2 separate regions of the Mus musculus genome follow, and region 1 is linked to region 2. A link is a contact called in public Hi-C data. All regions are on one chromosome and are shown on one strand. The core of a region is the stretch at or near the end of the contact, and the rest is flanking DNA. Distances in the headings are between cores, read along the strand shown.

Region 1 (3,614 bases), core at 1,093-3,592, 160 kb after region 2:
AGCTATTAATCGAAAACATTCTCACGATTTCCAAATCACTTCTTCCTATTTGCTTTTAACTGATTATAGATTCCCGGGAAGAGGCACAGAAAATGCTGAGGGGTTCTGTGCAGCTTCAGCTTGCTTTCTCCCGTGGAGATGTCTTGTAACCACGGGGCAGGATCAGAGCCAGGACATCAGGGCTGGCTTCACCCACAGTCTCACAGCATGCTCTTCACACATGCATGCGAGTGTGTGCGCGCGCGTGCCTGTGAGTGTGCTCCTGCCCACGGGCATGTGTGTAGAATGCTATACCTATGCGCAACATGCACAGATTGGTGTGTCTACCACACAAACAAGACAAAGGAGCCCTTCACTGGAAAGTTTACCCATCTCTCCCTCCCTCCCATCTACCCCTAACCATTACAACTCCACTTTTCATCCAGACAGCTTTGGAGGGAACTTTAGCCCTCTTCTCTGTGGTGGGAGACAGTAGTAATGCAAACCAAACCAAACCCCTTAAACAGTTCATCAAGCATTAATGAAATACTTTAACATATTAATGATCCCTATCTGTGCTGTATGCACTTCCTAGTCAGTGGCCCCGCATCGGACATTTTCTTCCAAATAGGCACCGTTATTAAAATGAGTTCCCAGTCTGCCCTGAAATCTCCTCCAAGCCATAGACCTTATCTTTGTCATGGTTTATTAAAAAAAAAAAAAAAAAACTTTTGTTTATGCTTATCTTGTATGTCTGATGTGGGTGTGGAGGTCAGAGGACAACTTTGTGGCATTGGAGCTCTCCTTCCACCTTGACCTGGGTTCCAGAGACTGACCTTGGGTGGCCTGAAGAGGCCTGCACTTTACCTACTGTGCGCCATCTTGACAGTCATCTGCCTGTCATAGCAACTGCCGCAGTGATGGCACATAGCAGGTACCTCACAGAGCTTGTGCTGTGTGAAACAGGGAACTGTTTGGTGGGCGGTTTGTTGACTCTCAGCTGAGTTTCCCTAAGAAGCAGCTACCATTCCTTTCCTTAAAAACATCCTACCCCCAAGTTCCACTGATTTTTTTTTTTAAATCAAGGAAGAAGGCAATGTGCAGGCAGCTGCTAGCCTAACTGGCCTGGTTCTGGTCATCACAATACTTCCTGCCCTCATGACTAGTTTGGAATAAGCACAGGAAATTACGTCAGTTGGCAACAAGAGTCCAGCAGTTGGGATCGGGGAGGTATGCATATTTGCTTATCCAGTTCCCTGCTCCCCCGCCAGGCTAGCGCATGGAGCTTTGACCTCCCATATGTTTTTAATGTGTGTGGAGATAAGCCATCCAACAAGCTGGAAGCAACAGGTTGAGCCTGCCCTCCCCCCACCCCACCCCCACCTCCCACCCCGTTCCAGCTGTAATTGTTCTGAGAGGTCGAACAACCTCCCGTGGCTACGTGTGATTTGAAATTAGCACTCACATGGAGTCTATAGAAATCAGGAAGTAATGACTCTCATCTTCTGAGAGATGATATGTTGGGATTTCCCTCAGCGGGAAAGACATGAGGAAGACTGTGAGGTTTGGAGCCAGTGCGACCTGGCTTTGACTTGGTTCCCCAGTGCCCTGCAAGGCGGTCTTGTGCAAAGACTCGTTCTCTTGAGAGCCCAGACTCTTCATCTGTGTGATGCAGATGATAAGAGACCCTTTAGTGATGAAAACTTCTTGTCCCTTCCCTCAAGTCTCTTCTGAAGCCTTCTTATAGTTTGTAACCATCGATGAAGATAAATCACTGCTGGTGTCCAGTTTCAGAGTGGTAAGCTTTGGAGGCAGATGGTCCCTACCTAGAGCTGCTGACCAGTGTCTGTGCAGGTCCACGTGCACCCCTTTATCTCTCAGTCAGCTTCTCCTCAGCCAACTGGGGATGACAACCTTAACTCTGTTCTACCAGGGAGTGAAAACTAGACCCCCAAGGTCACATGCTCAGCCCCTCCTGGACCACGGTCTGCACACACAATGACAGCTGTTGTCATTTCTCTTTGCCTCGGGTGGTTTGGAATAGCAGTTGACACAGCTGGGCTCTGAGCTCTCAGTTAGTTCCTCCAGCCTTGCCTTTGGGTTGTCTGCCCCTTTCTGACATGACTGTTTGTGGAAACCCTGCTCGCAGCAGAGTAAATCCTTCAGCAAACCTGCCAGCCAACTCTGTCTGCGAAAGTAAGGGTCCACTGAAGACTGTTGTTAAGACTTGATCTGTGTGTTTAACAAGTCCTTCAGTGCGTGGCCATCATACACCATAGGGGCCGAGCACGGCACTGTCCACAATCAGCCGATGCTGGCAGGAAGACTCAGCCAGCACAGCTTGCCTCTAACTGTTCCCAGATGCTCTGACGTCAGAAGAGGCATCTGATTATCAGAAGTGGATGATGCTGTAGCAGGGATCACTAGCCCCAGATGTTGATCGGCAGGCCAAGGGGGAGCAAGATGATTTCCTGGCTGGATGGGGGCGGGGGGTGAGGGACAAAGCACTCCAGGCCTTGTCTTGTTCCCAGTCAGGTAAGGAACACTCACAGGAGCAAACCTCACCTTCTAAACAGGCCCCAGTGACCACAACTCCTTGTATCAGGCCTTTGTTCCCTCCTCTGCCCAGCCCTCAGTGTGGGTTGGACCTCATGACTTGCTTCCAATCATCAGAGCTGGCCAAGTTGACGGGTTGTCATTTCTTTAATTAAGTTACAGAGGGCTGGACTTCTGTCTTGCTGGCTTGGTCTTGTCATGAAGCAAACTCACTTGGGCAAGAACCCCAGGAACGTCAAGGAAAACCGAGTGTGTCTGTTCTTTGTCTTGCAGTGAACATGGAGCTCGGGTCTCCTGTGTAACAACATTTTCATAATGGTACTCTGCCAGCAACCACGAGGATGAGAGCAGAGGGCCCTTCCTCAGGGGAACCTTCTGTGGAAGCCTCTGTCTTGGCGGCATCTTGATTATAATTTAGGTGGGGATGCTAGGCAGGGAGCCTGAATGATCCCAGAAACTTTGATATTGGAAGGTTTTGAGAGTACTAGGTTGTTAGGGAGCAATAGATAGCTGGTAGAGATTCCTTCCTTCTTTTCACAAATAGATAACAGACCTGCATTTCTCCTTAGGATTAGGGGCAGTAGTAACTCTGTCTCTAACCTAGAGTTCCCTCAGGCATTTTGCTGATAGATTAGTCTGCCTTTAGCATGGTTTCTTCCTCTATTAATTTATTTTGGTTTTCTGAGATAGGCTCTCACACAGCCCGGGCTGGCCTCAACTCACTGTATAGCTGAGGCTGACTTTGAACTTCGGATCTTCTGGCCTCCATTTCCCAAATGCCAAGATTACAAGGCATATACCACTACATCCAGTTTACACAATGCTAGGAATCAAACCCTGGGCCTTGTGCGTGCTAGACAAGCACTCTCCAAACAGAGCCCTATCCCCTCTTTATTTAATAATCTCCTCGTGAGGGAGCGACTCACCTTTTCCATCTGGCATTCGAGGCTCACTTCCATATCTGCCCCCTACCAGCTGCCAGAACGCCAATAGCACATATCACTCTTGTGTGAACAAAAAGCCTTTATTGGATCCCAGATGCCAACCAGATTGGCTCTGTGTTCTGCAACTTGACAGTG
Region 2 (3,613 bases), core at 112-2,611:
CACCTTCACCCCAGAGCCACGTGGTCCAGAAGTGACTCCCCGGCAGCTCTCCCAGGGAAAGTACCTTTTTATCCCCCAAGGCTCTGTCCCAAGCAGCTGTGCAGAGGCTGCTGGCACTGGAGACAGGGCCCAGGGTGCCAGTGCTGCAGCCTCCCCACACTCAGCACCCAGTTAAGAAGCTGGGAAGAGAAACCACAAATTGGCACCTTTGCCTCAGCTGTTTGGGTTTGAAATACATCCAGGAAGTGAGGAGAGTACTCCGGAATCTGCCCTAGAGTCATGTCTTCAAGGGCAGGTCCCCATTGTGGGCAACTCTGCTGGCATTACCACAAAGGGGGCTGGGGCTCTGCAGAGGCTTGGCAGCAGGATCACGTCCCTGGATGTGCTCTTAGGAGTAGACAGCCATAAACGCCCCACCACCACCACCAGAAGCAGCAGCAGCTATGTGAGTGAGAGGATGGGGAGGACTAGCCTGAAGTGCAGAGGCAGGAAGCCTTTCCAAGGATTTGCAATCTTTAATGAGAATGATACCAAATGAGCTCACCTGAGGCTGACAGAATGCTTGCAAAGCAAACACTACCTGGACAGACCGCATCTTGCCCCACACCCCGAGGGGTCTCACACCTAATACAACTTGATATGTCAGCTCAGGATTTGGCATATCAAGTTGTATTAACCCTCCTAAGCTCCCAGACCACAGATTCCAGAACAAAGTGAGCAGCCAGCTTGAGAAGCAGAGAAAAGGAACCTCGGGGAAGATACCTGCCTTCCTGTGCTTTTCGCAATCTCACTGGGCTACAGAATTGGATCTCAGAACGTACACAGGACGACACACCAAACCTGCTATCAATGTCTTATATGTGAAAAGGTGGAAGAATAACATCTGGCCATTTTTTAATTTAAAAGAAAAAAAAGTTTATTTCATATGCCTGTCAATATACCAAGCGATGTAGCCTATCTTGACAAACTGTCAACCTCTGCACAAGTGGGTTGATTCTACATTCCATATATACTGCCCAACAATGACAGGCCTTATGAAAGAAAGGCCTGCCTGGTATAAACACGAACACATTTCTCTCACTTGCACTAGGACAGCTGAAAATGGCTCCCAGGTGTGAGCAGACACAATAGGTCCAGCCTTCTTTGCAAGGTCACGCTGCAGGTCAAAGTCAAGCCAGCCATTTTCGGATTAGGTGCACAGGCACAGGAGGCTTCCCCAAGTGCTAACTGGATTAGAGAAGCCACCTGCAGGAAGTGGGGAGGGGGAGGAGGGGAGAAGGAAATGGCCCAGTTGGAATGAGTCTGCTGGTGTGGGCAGGAGCCAGCCCCTTTCACACGGGAGGTTGTGCAACCAGAGCAGCTCTGCTTCCAAGCTGCAAGTCCCGGAGCCCTGGGGGGTGTTCAGAGCCCGCTGCTGCAAGGAGTGGCTCCTCCCCTCCAAGTCTTCCTGGTTTCTCAAGCATCAAGCAGCCTGTATTCCCTCTGGATCCTGTACTATATTGAGAGAGGGAGAGAAAGGGGAGGAACAAAGGGAGAGATGGGAGAGGGGAGGGAGAGAACCACCCAAAGGCCTAACTAATATCAGCACAACTTCAGCTGCTCAGTTCCCAAAAAGGCAGGGACCTCCATGACCAAGTTGGTATTCGGCAAGCGCCCCCCTGCCTGGGCTCCCCAGCTCTGCAGCTGGTGTTCCCTTCACTTTCTCAGCAAATAACTTGCAGATGTACCTCTCATCTCCCTGGCTTACCACCACCCCCACTCTCAAAGACAGGGGAGGGGGGAGAGAAGGAAAATGACCAGTCATGACTGTGTGTAATTTGGCAGGCTCTCTAGGAGGCAGGCCACATGGGCTCCTTTCCCAGAGAAAGGCTCACTTCAACTGGGGGCAAAAGGACGTCTGCACTGCAGAGTCCCCGGGAAGCTGCCGGGACACAGGACTGATCACTGTGTAAAAGTAGATAGTTTTCTATTTCCAGGCTCACTGGTGGTACCCAGCATCCAATGAGACTGCAGTTCTGAGTCCACAGGTCCTTCTCGGGCCTTTCAACAGAAGCTTGCTGGCTTGCCTAACAGCCCACTCGCTGACAAAGAAAAAAAGACAGAAAGGCAAATTGGCCCCCAAATAAAGCTAGCCATGTCCTAGTCGTCCTGCAAGTACCCCTGAGTGCCTCAGGGTCTCACTCTGCTAGCTGAACAGTGCTAAATCACACCCACTTCCAGGAGGGGTAAGAACGCAAGTCTAATATTAGAGTTGTGGGTCAGAGTCCACAGGGTAGCCGCTGAGATTTCCAAATTCTTGAGTCATAGAACAAAGATTACAATAGGGACACACAGACAGTTATAGAGATAGGGAAAGTATATTAAGGAAGAGAAAGGCACTCCTAAGATGGGAGTGGGCTAGACAGCTGGGACAGGACTGAGACTTTTGTCAAAGCTTCTTGCCCTAAGCCTGGAGACCCTATGCAGGTCATGCCCATCACACCCACCTTCTCTTGAAGAATTTGTGGGCTTTTGCTTCAACTTTTGTTTCATATAGCCAGGTGGGGAGGGGTTCCCAGTGGCTTTGCCAACTGGCTTTGGCTCTTTTGTTAACCTCTGATGCCTCTTTCTCTATGCCATACTCTGCTACCACAGACAGGGTAAGCAACCTTGGGTCAAATGACTCGTTATCTGAGAGTCTTTCCTGTCATGCACACATCAGCAACATGAAGGGACTCAGACAGTACCCGGCCCTTGTATGATGATTATCTGTTTTCTCTGTCTTTCTCTGCAGGTAGATGTTGTTCCTTAGGAAAAGAAGACACTGACCAGTTGTTACTGAGCTCCTAGGGCCCTCCCAGGAGCCTCCCAACAGATACAGCAGCCTTAATCTATAAGTGCCAAGTCCATGAGAGCCAGCCTGTGCCCTACTGCTTTGCTTTTATTGTTAAACCTGAGCACTGTAAGAGGAAAGAGCAAACTAAAGCAAGCTTTATTTTAGAGGTGCACCCAGGATTGGCCAGCCAGCTGTCTCACCCTAAATTGGAATTTTAGAGAACAGCCCTGGATGTGAGGAAGACAAGTGTTTTATAGCTCACGGGTACAGGGTTTCCAAATGGGGAGTTGGCAGGCAAAACAAACAAACAAACAAACAAAAAAACCAGCAGGGTTACAGGAGCAGAACATAAGAATAACAGATTAGCTATCATGATTCCTGAAACAAAGACAGGGTTGCAAGGCAGGCATAACAACAGGTGGTCGCAACAAGGTAGCTATAGCAACCCTTTGATGCAAAGGGAGGGTAGCAGGATGCTTCTTAGCTTTTTGAAACAAAGACATGATTGCCATACCTGAAACAGGCAGCACAGAACCATTTGTAGTTAAGGTTACAGGGGGCATAGCCCAATGCTTGAGAAACAGGTTTAATCATAAACAGGAATGGACCTGGTTTATCTTTATTCTAAGAGAGCTTTTATGCCTAAAGTGGAGGCAAGCTGGTTCTTCATTATTTCTTTTGCCTACCAGTGATAAGGACTAAAGTCTTCTCAGGGCAGAAGGCTGGGAAAGCAAGAAGAAATGGCAGGGTTATTATATACAATTCAAGGCTGGGGAAAGACAAGAGGGGGGCCCATTA

The links. A called contact is a pair of places that touch in the nucleus more often than the background predicts.
Region 1: a Hi-C map of the N1E-115 cell line shows a contact between it and region 2, with 5 times the contacts expected there. The contact joins two enhancer-like sites. A contact is called at or near these places in 3 of 484 Hi-C or Micro-C datasets (the HPC-7 cell line, the N1E-115 cell line and uterus), 6 of 115 datasets of contacts at active chromatin or transcription factors (embryonic stem cells, liver and pancreatic cancer cells) and 2 of 9 other capture datasets (adipose tissue and pancreatic islet).

What each region holds. Positions count from the first base shown.
Region 1 is chr6:94,804,674-94,808,287 of GRCm38.p6, forward strand. No RefSeq gene overlaps it. Among named protein-coding and RNA genes, the nearest start is that of Lrig1, 110 kb to the left of the region's middle. Within about 2 kb of position 2,343, at least 58 of the 459 cell types and tissues checked have an H3K27ac peak or open chromatin away from gene starts, as enhancers often do. A contact at or near this core is called in the N1E-115 cell line, pancreatic cancer cells and uterus, where this site is marked.
Region 2 is chr6:94,646,445-94,650,057 of GRCm38.p6, forward strand. All of the region lies in intron 3 of Lrig1 (leucine-rich repeats and immunoglobulin-like domains 1), which reads right to left. Among named protein-coding and RNA genes, the nearest start is that of Mir7041, 42 kb to the left of the region's middle. RefSeq lists an enhancer at 975-2,550. Within about 2 kb of position 1,362, at least 207 of the 459 cell types and tissues checked have an H3K27ac peak or open chromatin away from gene starts, as enhancers often do. A contact at or near this core is called in the N1E-115 cell line, pancreatic cancer cells and uterus, where this site is marked.